Linked DNA regions of Arachis hypogaea: region 2 is linked to region 1. The links are chromatin contacts, called in public Hi-C maps. All regions are on one chromosome and are shown on one strand. The core of a region is the stretch at or near the end of the contact, and the rest is flanking DNA. Distances in the headings are between cores, read along the strand shown.

The links. A called contact is a pair of places that touch in the nucleus more often than the background predicts.
Region 2: a Hi-C map of leaf shows a contact between it and region 1, with 2.4 times the contacts expected there. The contact joins two enhancer-like sites. A contact is called at or near these places in 2 of 8 Hi-C or Micro-C datasets (leaf and an unstated tissue).

The regions. Positions count from the first base shown.
Region 1 is chr5:112,185,856-112,193,337 of arahy.Tifrunner.gnm2.J5K5, reverse strand. No RefSeq gene overlaps it. Among protein-coding and RNA genes, the nearest start is that of LOC112802789, 16 kb to the left of the region's middle. Within about 2 kb of position 3,672, at least 1 of the 3 cell types and tissues checked has open chromatin away from gene starts, as enhancers often do.
Region 2 is chr5:112,228,244-112,235,725 of arahy.Tifrunner.gnm2.J5K5, reverse strand. No RefSeq gene overlaps it. Among protein-coding and RNA genes, the nearest start is that of LOC112802790, 18 kb to the left of the region's middle. Within about 2 kb of position 4,620, at least 2 of the 3 cell types and tissues checked have open chromatin away from gene starts, as enhancers often do.

The DNA.
Region 1 (7,482 bases), core at 2,423-4,922:
AATTCAACAATATTGGGTTCTTACCGTCTACGTCTAAAATCATCACTCTCTAGTCTCTTAGAATGATGAGATGAGACAATATGGAGGAGATGAAGAAGAAAAAGAATAAGAAGATGACGACAAAGAAGAAGAGGAGGAAGGATGGAAAATTTTAAATTGTGCAAAATTTATCATAAAATAGTGTCAAAAATTTTTAACCGCGACACATAAAATTTCTTAGGTTAATTTTGACACAGAAATTTCTTAACCGTGACAAAAAAATTTAACCAATTAAAAATTATCAGAAACAAAAATAGCACCAAAATTTTTTAATTGTAACATAAAAAAATTTTTAACCAATTAGAATTTATCATAAAATTTCTTAGCTTGTGATTCTTTTTAAGACTTTTTGAGTCGTTTACCAAAATTTTATGTGTCATTTTTAATAAAATAATATATTTTTTTATTATTAAAGTGATTGATTGAAATTGAATTCATATATAAGATGTCTAGTCATATTCATGTATCATTTGTAATAAATTGATATATTTTTTAATTTCAAAAACATTTAACTGTATTTTATACGACGAATGAGTTAAGATTTTAGACTTATAACTTTTAAAAATTTGTTTTGCTATTTATAATTGATATATTTTTTAATTTCAAAAACATTTAACTGTATTTTATACGACGAATGAGTTAAGATTTTAGACTTATAACTTTTAAAAATTTGTTTTGCTATTTATAAAAAATTTATGTATTATTTTTAATTAAATGATGTGTTTTTATTAACATTGAGTCTATTGTGTTATATTAGACTAATATATAAGAGATGTAATATTTTGTGTCATTTGTAAGAATTTGATATATCTTTTGAATTTAAAACATATTTAAATATATCTGTTAATTGAGTGAGTCGAAGATTTAGATTTGTCAAAGATCTGGACTTATAATATTTTAAAATTTAAAAAAAAATGATGATAATTAATGATAATAAAAAAGAAAAAAAAGAAAAAAAATAACGAAAAAAAATAAAAAAGAGCAATAAGACGAAAAAAAATGAATGAAAAATAAAAAAGAAAAAAAATATTAAAAAAATACACGCATATAAATTTGACTAAGTTAGATTTAATTAAAAAAAGGTTTAATTTTCTAGTATTTTTTATTATATATTTATAATTACTAGCATTTAAAGTGGTGCATGAGTTGAGATTGTAGTTAACCACTCTCTAATTAATAAATATACACTCAATTCATCAGAAAGAATAATATTGCCTCTCCTAAAGAAGCATGAACATGAATTAGCTGCACACACAGAATCAACCAATGATGCATCGACAACAATATAATAAAATAGAAAATGAAATCATGAGTGACGAACGAGAGACCACGTGAATGTAGGTCCATAATTTAGATTATTCTGTGTCAATTATTCTTGATGGAAAAACTAGCTGAGAATTATATACAATTATACATATATAGCTATCAAGTTATATACTCTTTCTGTTTCCTGTGATACTATTATTTAGTTTGTTTTATTGACAATAATTATTGTAAAATACAATTATTTATATGTCTTTATTTATTAATTTGAATTTTCAAAATATATAGATATAGTATGAAAACTTTTGAGATAAAATATCTAGAATTTAATTTTTATTGATCTCAAAAAAATAATTTTATCAGAGCACAATAAATATTCATTCATGTTAAAAATAAGTTTCGTATATTTTAGATATGTTTAATTTTATCAGAGCACAAAGGAATTTTTTCTATTAACTCTTTTATGCAGGTCGTACAATCGGAGATTTTGGCGAACGAGATCACGAGTTATAATTTTACAAGCTCTATTTGGAGAGGAGTAGTACCACCGAGAGTTGAGCTTTTTGGATAGTTTGTGCTGATTGGTAGAGTAAATATTAAAAAAAGATTGAGTCGGTTAGGCGTAATCATTCAGACTGATAATATGTGTGTCCTATGTAACAAAGAGGTAGAGTCTATTCAGCACTTATTTCTTCGTTGTGAGTTAACTTGACAAATCTGGTGCACTCGGTTAAAGTCGTTTGGTAGGGCTTGGGCCATCCCTGCTGGAACCATGAAAGAAATGTTTGAGACATGGACTGGCTACCACTATAACAAACAAGAGAAAAAGAAGTGGTTGATTAGATTCTTTGCAGTAATTTGGAACATCTGGTTGAAACGTAATAACATAATTTTTAATCATAAAAAATTAGGTGTGAAGATCATACAACATAGGACGTACGTATTGGAGCTACAACGAATGGACTAGCAGTAATTCTTTGAGTTGTTGATGGCACTGTAGGATATGACAGCGGTTTAAAATTTATTATGTTATTTATCTCTATATCTAATTGTTCTTGCTCCACTTCACTTCAATGTGTTGAGTTTTCTTTATTTAAAAAAAAAAAACATAAACTTAAATTATATCTAAACACATTAATTAAAAAAGAAACTACCTGGCCTGTACAAATGTTTCCATTCGTAATAATAATCATGCATTTGAAAGACTTTAGGATAAATTATTAATGATTATTATATGCATGCACGGTAGAAATTACGAAACATGATGACAATACTCACCATTAATGAGATCTGCGCTGGTATAATAAAACAAGATAATGAAGGAGGAAATTTGTACTAAAAGCTTAGTAATAGTTTTCCAACAAGTAAATATATATAACCCACGTAATTCGTCGTATCTTGTTTTGTTTGGTACTATTAATTATCTCCAGAAAAAATATTTTCATCATTGTTATCACTCGTGCAAATAGAGAAATGACAAAAGTGTAAGCAGGGACGGACCGAGGTTTAGAGGAGCTTTTGAAAAAATATATATATTGAGAGAAGGGAATTTGAATCCTCGATAGTTTGTGTTGTGAACGATATCAGTTTTTAAGATCGAGACTATTAAGTATTAATCATTATTTAGCTATTTCTCTAACTAAAAAGTTTACTTTTATTTTATTTTTGTTTTACTGAACAGAACATATAGTTTTGAATTAATATAGTTAGTATATATATGAGGTTGAGATATCAACAATAAAAATTTATCTAAGTTACTTTTTTTTCTGTCCAAGTTAATTACTTTTTTTGTCTATTTTTTTTTTGGTCTAACTCATTTTCTTTTTTCTTTGTGAGTTTTTTGGAGTATTTTCATTCATAAATCCAAGATCCATATTTATAAATTGAAAGGCAGGTCTGAATGATCTACTCTATAATTCTATATAATATGTAAAAATATTTATTTTGTTAAATTTAATATCAAATAAATAAATAAATAAATTCAATAAAAGATTAATGAATAATAATAATATATTTATTGAAATTAATTAACTAATTTTTTTTATCAAATTAAATTTATCTCAGTTTTTAATCATGAGAAAATTATTAATATTTTTTTATCTTCAAAATTAGTTGAGATTAAGAAGAATAATATTTTTTTATTAATTCGTATTTTTTATTTTAAAATTATATAATATTTTTTAATTTTAACTCTTAAAGAATCTTACTTATAACAATTTTTTAGTTGATCTCAATTATTAGATTCCGAATCCGGATGATCAGAGAGGTCATTGAGCATGCAAATTAAAGACCGGTTGAATGTGATTGATTTATTGACTATATACATGATGTCCTAATAAGTGATGAGTACTGCTAACATTTCTACTTGGATCATTAGTTAGTGAATAATTAAGATCAAGTACAATCATTTGTGCTTTACATTCCCCTAGCTAGGCCCTAGGTACCAACTATCTATAGTATAGGGCATTTGAATTTAATCATTAATCAATCAATTATATTATATATATACAGAGTAATACTAGATGATCAATAAATATTATTATTTTTTATTAATAATAATTTATATTTATAAATATTTTATATACAATAAATATATATAATTTATATTTATATTTATTATAATTTTATACATATAAATCAATATAATTTATATCTAAATTTTTTAAAATTTATACATATAAATTAATAAAATTTATTTCTTAAAAATAATTTAATATTTATATTAATTAAATAATGACAAAAATATTAAAAATTGCTGATCTAAAATTTTTTTCATATATATATATATATATATATATAAAAATTATATATATATATATATATATATAAAATCAACTATTAATGAATCGTATAAAAATACATATTTGATATTAAAAAAATATTATTTTTTATAAAAGTTTTGATCAATTTATTATAATAAATTTTATTAATTTAATAGTTGACCATTTAACTAAAAAATATATAATTATTAATTTAATGACTAATTTTAAATAAATAAATATTATTTTTGTTCATCGAGGGTGATTTGCAGAGTAGTGGTTTGATTTTCGTCCTAAAATTAAATTGCTTTCATTGCAAGCATCTTGATGAGGATGTGCTATCTCAAATTCTCAATTTCACACATGTAATAAGTAATTTAGTTTATGATTTGTCCGTTGACTATAAATTGGTTCAGATAAAACTATAAATTAAAATTTAGTTAAAATTAAATACACATTTATTATATCAGGAATATATAAAGAATACGTATTTTATTCTCCTAACGGATTTATACTATAAAATCAATTAATTATGTATTAACTTAGATGGACACATAAATTTTTTTACAAATCTCTCTAAACAAGATCACTAAAACACAGTTACGAAATAATTAGCAAAAATTTCGTATACTTTTCTCGTATAATTAGTGTATGTAAAATTGAATGCCTAAATGCAGTGTATGTGTAATCACTAATCACTTTGTTTTTCTATGACAGTCTCAGTGATAGTAACTTAAAGCATATCACCACCGATTTTCAAATAATGATCATTGTTTGAAAAACCTAATAATGGGATAAGATTTCATTTTGTGTGTTTAAATTATTCAGAAATGCATGGGTAATATCAATTATAGACCAGGTTACAATCATAAGCTCCACCAATGTCTTATGTATCCTAAACGATAGGACAAAACAAAATAAACTAAATTCAAGCCTAGCTTGGACCAAGTTAAAGTAAATTTGGCTTCACATGTATGTTCAAATTTTTCTGCAAATTAAACATTAGGTTATCAATTTTAACATGTTACTCGTAATATAAATAATAGAATAATACTAAAAAATTAAATTTTTTTCAATTTGTATTAAAATTATTTTATTTATCTTAAATTAATTAATATTGATTAACTAAAAATAAGTTTTTTATATTTTTTAAAGAATAAATATAAGGAATTAATTTTAAATTAATTAATATTAATTAATTTTTTATTATTAAATTATATTTTAAAATTTACTTTTTGGAGATTTTAAAATTTAATTTAATATTTAATGTTTAGAATTTAAAATAAAAAATAATTTTAAAATATTAACTAATATTAAATGAAAAAAGTTAACAACCTAATTGAGCTCTTTTCTTATCCATTGTGTTAAACGTTGAGAAGGGGATAAAAATCAAAGATATTCTATGTAGACGATAAGCATAGTGAAATATTTGATCATTATATTACAAATTTATTTTGTTTAATCTAATCTTGCAAAAGGAACGGTCCAAGAGATAGTTAGGTTCTTTTGTGTCACAAATTCATAGGTCGAAAACAAATTAAAGCCAAATTAAAAAGGGATTATATCAAAGATTTAACTTCTTAAAGTTTCAGTCTTTTTGAATTGTCATCGTTTACATCATAATTTGGGGGGGGGGGGTTAGTTTTAACTTTTATCGTTTAGCTTTTTAATTAACTTCATAATCATACTAATTAAGAACCTTCAAGAAGATCGATGTTAGTCTGAACAACTTTGTTGACTTTGTCTTCTTCATTAAAGCCATTTTTCGTGCCACTTTGCTGTCTTTTGTCTTGAGAGAAAAATGGCATTCCCATTTGGTTGTTACTGCCGCAAAAGATACACGATAGCTTAGATTCAAATATATATTATTCCAAATCCAAATTGGTTTATTCGCTAAAATTTATTTCATATTAGTGATCTCTTGTCTTATACGTACTATATACTAGGAAGTACCCCTTTTTAAATTAAAAATATCTAAGAATATATAGTTAATTTTAAGGTTTGATTTATACAGATAAAATACTGAAGTAGAGACATAGAAACACAAAATTTTATTTGATAGATAAGATATGAATAGAGATATTATGTCCACCAAAGATACTGAATTAGTATATTTTATGTTCATCTTGACAAAAAGAATATAGATATACTAACAAGAGACAATTTATTTTTTTTTTTTCTTTCATTATTCTTGTTAATTTTTTATAATTATATTTTTTTTCTCAAATTTTTTGAATGAAAAAAAAAGATTAAATTTTTATAATTTGTTATAATTTATCACCGAACAGAATATATAAAAATACAAAATTTTGTATATGTGTTCTTTGTGTCTTATCTTATATCTTGTTTTCAGAAACAAACGTAGTCATAATTAGTATAAAAATTAACTATAATTTAGTGAATAAATTATTATTATTACATATGTATTTAGAACGCTGACAAATATTTAATAAAAAATAAATGAAATTAATTTTAGTATGATAGAAATATCTAAAATCTAAATGTTAATTTTTTAATGAATAAATTTGTTAATACTTTAAATTTTTATAGTAAAAATAATAATTTATTCATCTTTGACAAATACAAATTAAAGTTAGTTTTATTTATTATTAGATAATTAATTTATCAATATTTTAATTTTTTATAAATAAAAATAATAATTTACTCTAATTTAACGGTTTAAAATTATTGTGTGTAAAATTTATAACTTGAAAATATTAAATTTTATTTTTTACAATAGTTATTTTGAAATTACTCGCATTCAATTTGATTAAGCTTTCAGGGTAAATGGTAATGATCGAACAAACCTAAACTCAAAAGAGTTCTAAAAGAAGTTTTTTATGTTACACGTTTTTCTTGACCGGAAAATAGTTCTTTGATATCATATATAGATGCTCATTTTTTATGGATTAAGCTTTGGTGAATATGACACACACACATCACTTACTTATCCATATAAAAAACGTTCTCTTACATGAGAATTGTGAACACACTTAGGATTTCTAATGTAGATAATGTAGGTATAAGCCGCGCCATGCATAGTTATTCATTTGAAGTCATATATGTGAATCATTATATGTAGTTTGAATATTTAGAAGGCAACAAAAAACTAACTGTGGAGCCACACATACATACGTAGTATCTATGCTAAATCATATGATCTCTTTGTTTTTCATTTTATATACACTACTTTCTCGCCAAGATATTAGGGAAATTTTGCATTTATGTATCTGTGTGTTTTTTAGCAACATTCATTATATATAATTCCTGTGTTTTAAAATAATTTTGTCTATATATTCACCTTTCAATAAACTCAAAAAGTAAAAACAATAGTTATTTTTCGCGCAGAATGCCTATCAAACTACTGCCTTATAAAATTTCGCGCAAAACATTGTATGGTTTAATAATAAATACTATATTA
Region 2 (7,482 bases), core at 3,371-5,870, 41 kb before region 1:
CAGGAATAAATGCACAACAGTAAAAATGGTACATTTAATATTGATTGAAGGATTCCAGAAAGATAATTAAAATTGAATTGGTATTTTATTATAATTGGAAGTAAATCAATTAAAATAATATCTAATATCTCAAATTAAAAGCTAGATAGTAAAATGGTTATTGTGATTTGAAATAAAAAGTTCAAATAAATTAGAGAAATGACAAACGAAAATAAGAAACTTAGCGGCAGTTTTTATTAACCGATGCAAAAAGAAATAACTAGTTGTATTATTGATATAGCGACGGTTTGTGACACGAGAATCATGGTTTTTGAAGATAACAGTGGTCGTTAACCGCTATAAAATTCTTTGGCGGTAAAATGCCATTTAGCAACAATTGTTCCAGTGGTTGTAGAAAATTATCACTAAAGATTTAGCTGTGCGCTATCTTCGAATGGTCTACCAATTGCTACTATATGTGGTAAAAAAATTGTCGCTATCTAAACAACCAACTACCACTATCTACCGAATTTGTTGCAACATACACAAGTATTCTTTTTCTTTTTATTTGTCTTGTGTTTAAATTCTTTTTTTTATTGTTCAACAAAGAATAAACTAAATTTTTAGATTATAAAAAATGATACTATATCATATTATTATTAAAAAAAAAAACTCAATTAATAAAAATAGATATATAAATAATTATATATTTAATAATATTGCGTCATCGCCCTTTGGTTTTGGTAAGATGAAAAGAATTGAAAGAGGACAGATGCATGCTTGCATGAAGATGAGATGAGGGAGTTGGAACGTCGGCACCTAACAAATATAACCACACAAGTCTCTTACTAATTACTATGTATATGATATGCTTTTCTTTTCTCCAATCTCATTGGCATTCACACACACTAACGTGCGTGCGTCTCTGTTTCATGGTGCATTTTAATTTGCACGTGCACATATGTATCTCATAATATTCTTTGGATGCTTTCAGAACTGCTACTGTTTACGTGGTTTTTGAACCCTGGAACATTCATATCCTAGTACTAGTTATTGTTATTATTATTATCATGACTAATTAAATATGTGATTGTACACTTGAACCTCGCTCCAACTTGTAATTAACCATTAATAATAATATAGTACTAGTAATTAAACTTCGGATGTTGATACTCGCAGACATATAATCTTACGATAATTAAATATGTAGGGGATGGAGTAATTACAAAGTTATTATTATTATATATATAATTATATCAAATAAGATAATACGATTTAGATTAATGTGTATTAAAAGGTTGACTGTAGTACTTTATTGATAGCTCCACACAGTACTTTAATTTTAATAGTCAATATTATTTCTCAATTATAACACAAAGAAATTTTATTGATTTAATATGCTTGTCATTCTCACATTTACTTAGGGTAATACATATATTTACGGTCATTTTCATCGATCACCTTAAGATATATGAAAAGATTGCATATAATATACTAAAAACTTTAAGTTGATAAAAAAAATATATGAATAATTAATTTTTAAGATGTCTTAAATTTATATGAAATTTGTATAAGCTTTTTTTATTATTGTTTAAATTTTTTAGAATCAACAAGGATTGAATTCTAAACTTTTTTATTATAAAAATTTTAATATCATATTACGAAACTATTTCTTTTAAAGATTTAAATTGATAAAAAAAGACACATAAATAATTATATTTTAGCAATATTAACAAAAATAATAATCTAATATAAAATATTATATATACATATATAATAACATTAAAAAATTTTGTGTTTGATAGATTGCAATAATTGTTTATTTTTTAAAAAATTGTAGTTTTCTTTTTAAATCTACTTTGAAAAACTTGCCAAAGCCCTAAATATATATATACTTCATCCATCCTAAATAATCAATCAGTGTACACTAAAATTAACCATCAAAATAATTATTAATATAATATATATATATATATATATATATATATATATATATATATATATATACTTCATCCATCCTAAATAATCAATCAGTGTACACTAAAATTAACCATCAAAATTAATTATTAATATAAAATATATATTAAAAATAAATTAAATTGCACATATATGTACAAAAATATATAATAGTTTATTTTAGTAACTAATTTTAGTATATAAATAAATTTTTAATATTAAATTATACTATTCTTATTTGAAAAAGTATAAATCATATTTAATTTCTATTAAATTAATCATTTTTCAACTATCATGAAGCTATTTTTCAAAAAATTTAAGTTAATAAAAAAAACATATGAAAGATTATATAAATGATTATATATCTAACATGTTTTTCAAATAAATTTTTTTTAGATTTATTTGAATATTTGCATAGGTCTTTTTTTCTATTTTTATTTATCTTTTATATATATTTATATATTTGAAAGATAACAAGAATCAAACTCTAAGGACCAGTTTGGATAAAGAACTTAATTAAGCTACTTTTGAAAAAATAACTTAAACAATAAATTATTATATTAAAAGTAGCTTATAAATAAGTTATTTTGTATTTAGGTTTTTAGTTCTAAAAATACTTATTTTATAGAAATGTGATAAAAAGTAGTAGCATTATGAGAGAAGTCATTTTTTTAACTTCTTTATAAACTCCTAAATATCTTCTTAAAAAGCTGCAATTTGGTTTTGAAAATTGCACCAGACATTAATACTATTACTTTTCATAAGTCAAAAGCTCAAAAAATTACTTTTAAAGCTTCCCAAACGGGCCCTAAATCTTTTTTGTCATGAAGTCTCTGACTCGCTGATATTATACCATAAAATTATTTCTCTTAAAAATTTAAGCTGATAAAAAGAGATATATAAATAATTATATCTTTTACATTATTACTTCTTATATTTACAATAATAGTCTAGCAATTCAATTATAAATTTACATAAAAAAAAGAAAATGACATATATTATATGAAACAAAATAATAAATAAACTAGTCAAAGTGACAGTTTTGTTTTTTTTTTTTCCCTCGTTAATAAGAGATTAATAGTTTTACAGTTTGGTTTTCAAGTTTTGTTTTGTTAAACAAATTAAGTACTACACCCTGTGATGCATCTAGCTATTATTTGTGACTTTACCAATCGTTCAAGAGACGCCACTTAGAATTGATTTCAGCTACGACCTCAACAAAATCTTTTACTAGCGAGTATATATAAAGATTCCAACTTAATTAAAAATGATCATCAATATCAATGATCAAGAACTAATGAAAGAAATCCCGGATCATCCTTAATCATTGCGATTATCTAATTAGTATTTGCACCTATAAAAAGACTCTTTCTCATTAGATCTGATACCCCTTTTACTTTTCAAAGATTGTATAACCCTTTGCTTTTGACTTTCTAAGTTGTAATAATGCATTAGGAGTTGAAGTCTTGCCTGTATTTATAGTTAGAATAGAATTCCTTAGATCCTATGCACTGCATTAATGTTTAAATAACTAATTATATATATATATATATATATTTTAATTTTGATGTATTGAGAGTATAAAATATTTTATACAATTATACAAATTTTTTTTTTTTAAACAAAAGAGTTCAACACAATAAGTGAAGCAAAAGATACAAGAACCAAAGGAACAAAAGAACAAAAATGACATAACAAAAAAAAATTTATTTCATTGTTATCTTTGATATTGTCATTAACAACAAAAAAGATTCACTTCTTATAATTTTAAAAAAAATTATTAATAATTTTAATTATATCTATTTTTTGGATAATTATTCACACAATCGATATAAAAAATAGTTATTTTTACTAATATAATATTCCATTATTAAATACACATATAAAACTATTTTACGCTAACAATAAATCAAAATTAAATTCATATATAAAAGCCAATTAAAGAATTGACATGGTATCAACCAATTTCGGCCAACAAACAAACAAATCCGTTCATTTACACAATTTTTTTTTAACAAAAATTACTATTTCACCGATTTCGACCATTACAATTGAACACCTACCACCGGCAAGTCACCATTGGCTGCATCCTGCAGTCTTGCTGCCTTCTCCCCGATCATTCCAAATTCTAAATTTTATATACTAAATTTTAAATTTTAAATTTTTATTTTTAAATATTAAATTTTGATTTTTAAATTTTAAATTTTGTATTTTAAATTGATTTTATTTTGTTTTATTTTAAAATATTTTTTATATATAAACTTTAGATATTTTTATTGTTTTTAATTTCAAATATTTTTTTATGTTTATTTTTTTTATTATCGACTGATTTTTAAATTAATTAGCTATTCACTTGCTAGACTTTTTCTCTATATATTATCTTCTGTTGTAAAAAAATATATATATAGCATGGCTGCTTTTGGATGGTTTAATAAATTGTTAAAGTAAGCGACCTCAAGAATCAATAAAGGATCCAAGACTGGCCCATAGAATTCTATAAGTTTCCATGTGATAAGATGATTTAGATTATGAAATGAGATATGAAGGGATTATTATTAAGAAACGTGCAATTATTATTACTACCATTATTATTTTTTATTTTTTAGGCTTCTCATGAGCATCAAGAGACCCAATAATCCAAGCTTAGCTTACACGTCATGCATGCGGCTATTCAAGTTCACAAAAAGTGGTCAAAAGATTACGTTTTGACTTGAAGTTTGGAGGGTATACCCGAGGCCCTTGTCTATAGTTACGTAGTTTCATTCTCTATGTCTTAAGCGCCAGCATACGTACAATATTTTGTTCCGTAAAGTGTCTTGTGTCTCCTTACAGGGGATAATCTATATTTGCATTATATACTCTGTCTACCTATATTTTATATATAAATAGTGAAAAAATTTAAGGAGGCAACTATAGTATAAATCAATCAAGTCAATTTTTTTTTATTTTAAAATTTGAAAAATTAAGGTAATGGAGGAATTTTTTTGTTTTATTTTATAACAGATCTATTTTTTAATTAGCTGATTGAAATTGACTTTGTCCATAATTAGTTTTCTAGCAGAACCGATAAATTACATATTTACTACACATTAATAAGGCTATATAATCAATAATATTATTATTTTTTATTAGTATTTGACTAACAATAGTTTATACTTAAATTTACAAGAATTTTATGTACAAAAAATATATAATTTATACACATAAATTAATAGAATTTATACTCATATTTTTTAGAATTTACACATATAAATTAATAAAATTTACTCTTTAAAGATAATTTAATATTTATAAACAAAAAATACTAAAAAATTACTGATATCTAAAAAGTTTTCATAATGAATTGTTTTCGCATCATCAAATTCTTTAAAATATTCAAACGGAAGAGCGGACCAATTCGACTTAACTCGTAACAACCTAATATTCAGTAGTGGATCCTTCATTTGGTTTGGAGAGGCATTTTGGTTAGAGAGAGAAAATTTTTGAGGGAGAAAAGAGGTGGCAGGGAGAGAATTTGGGTTTTCTCGAGTATAAACAGCTTGTACCGACTCAATGACCTTGCCCACATTGTTGGAGTCATTGTTAAGGAGGTTAGTTTGTTTTTTCTTTTCAGTATTAGAGTTTGGATTTTAGAATATAGAATCTAGTATGTAAGATAGAGAAATTAAAATATATAATTTAAGATTTAAATTCAAAATATAAACTTAAAAAAATGATCCATTTGTTATTTGTTCTAAAGTACGTTAGTATTTGTTCTATTTTTTTATTTAGACAATCGTATATATTAAATATTTAATTAATGTATATATTGAATTGGATTAGGATATTTGTAGTAATTATTCAGGGTTAAGACTTGTACGAAGTAGAATTTAATATCATCAACATATATTGCCCAATTCAGTCGCAACTAAATACAGCAGGCGATTGCATGACAACATGGGTAGTGCAGAACCAGAAAGTAGCCACAATCGCAAGTACAATTTCTAAGAAAAACTCGATACGTATTTAACGAGAAGTTATCGGTAGGAATAATCTCGGTCACGGTATGTTCAGACTGATGCCTGTCAAATAAAATGACTGTGAATCATCTCAAATCTCCCAAGTGCTCCTTCGATGCTGGAGTTTGATACGAATCAACTATGTGCAACCTTTACCGAACTACTTGCATCTCTCATGGTATTTAAGGTGGTCTGACTCTGTCACCCTGTATTCAACTCCACACCAGATATTGTAATCATTTACGTTTAGCAGAATTTTCTCCTTACTTTGGAAAGATTGGCCAATATGAAATTCCGTAAGAGTAGTTGCATCATGCAGTCCTTGACTCCCAAAGGTAGCATCGATGTCTGGCGTTGGCCAATGGCTTCCAAATTCAAGGTTGAGAAATGTGGAGGATGTTACTGTATCGGAATTCGATGGGCCATGGTATGTAGGTGGATTGCTCCGAATATCCTCATCATTGTCCCTGACAATGTCAATGGGCTTTTCGTCCGAATCATCCTCTCGCATCGCATTTTCAACTCAATTCGGTCCAGACTCAACTGCAAAATCAGGATTCAGACGAGGTGAACTAGTTATCCTAACAGCAATAGATGGAAGATCAACCAACAGATAAGCAAGTGCAACCACAAGCATCGAGGTTGAGGCACCCCAGCGTAGTCAACTGAGGATTCAGCATTGATGCCCCATAGCTGTGACACTATCTTTCAATTTGGCAAACAACTCGTGTATTTTAACTTTCAAAAAATTTCGCCTACAATAAAACAAGACCTGCATATCTTCATTGGACTCTACTACAAATGTATCATACTTCACACTGGTTGACACATAATAGGGATCTTGTAAAATAATTTTTTTACCCACTTTGTCCTACATACCCCCAACTTGTGTAATATGCTGATTTTAGCTCTGACAACGTATTCGACGACCAGATAAAAACTCTCAGTAGTTCCCTATCCGTAAAGTTAACAGCGTGTCTTTTGCTTTTCTAAATTTTACCAGAGCAATGTACTAGAGTTAGAAAACTTTCTTCACCATCCATATGTGAAAATGATATTCTACTACTACCTAATTGCCTTGGACGGGTATATATGCATAAACCGCTACTGGTAGCCACAGATTTACCTACCCCTTATTTGTATATAAACCGCTACTACTTACAGCGATTTATGTATGTTGAAAGTTCTTCAAAAACTGCTACAGCCTATAGTGATTTCTGGCCAGTTCCATGTCAACATAAATAGTAACTACCACTAGTAATAATTTACGTTTAGTTTACAATCTGCGACTACCAGTAGCAGTTTATATAATTTTACAAAAATTGAATCAGCTCTATGTCAACGTAAATAGGGATGTCAATGGGGCAGGGCGGGGGCGGGGGATGCCTCCCTGCTCCCCGTCCCCGCCCTCAGATTTTGTCCCCGTCCCCGCCCCGATCCCCGCCACGGGGAGATAATTGGCCCCATCCCCATTCCCCGCGTTCCCCGTGTTCCCCGCGGGTCCCCATTCCCCATCTCTTTATGTTGAACATTTATATGAAAATTACAG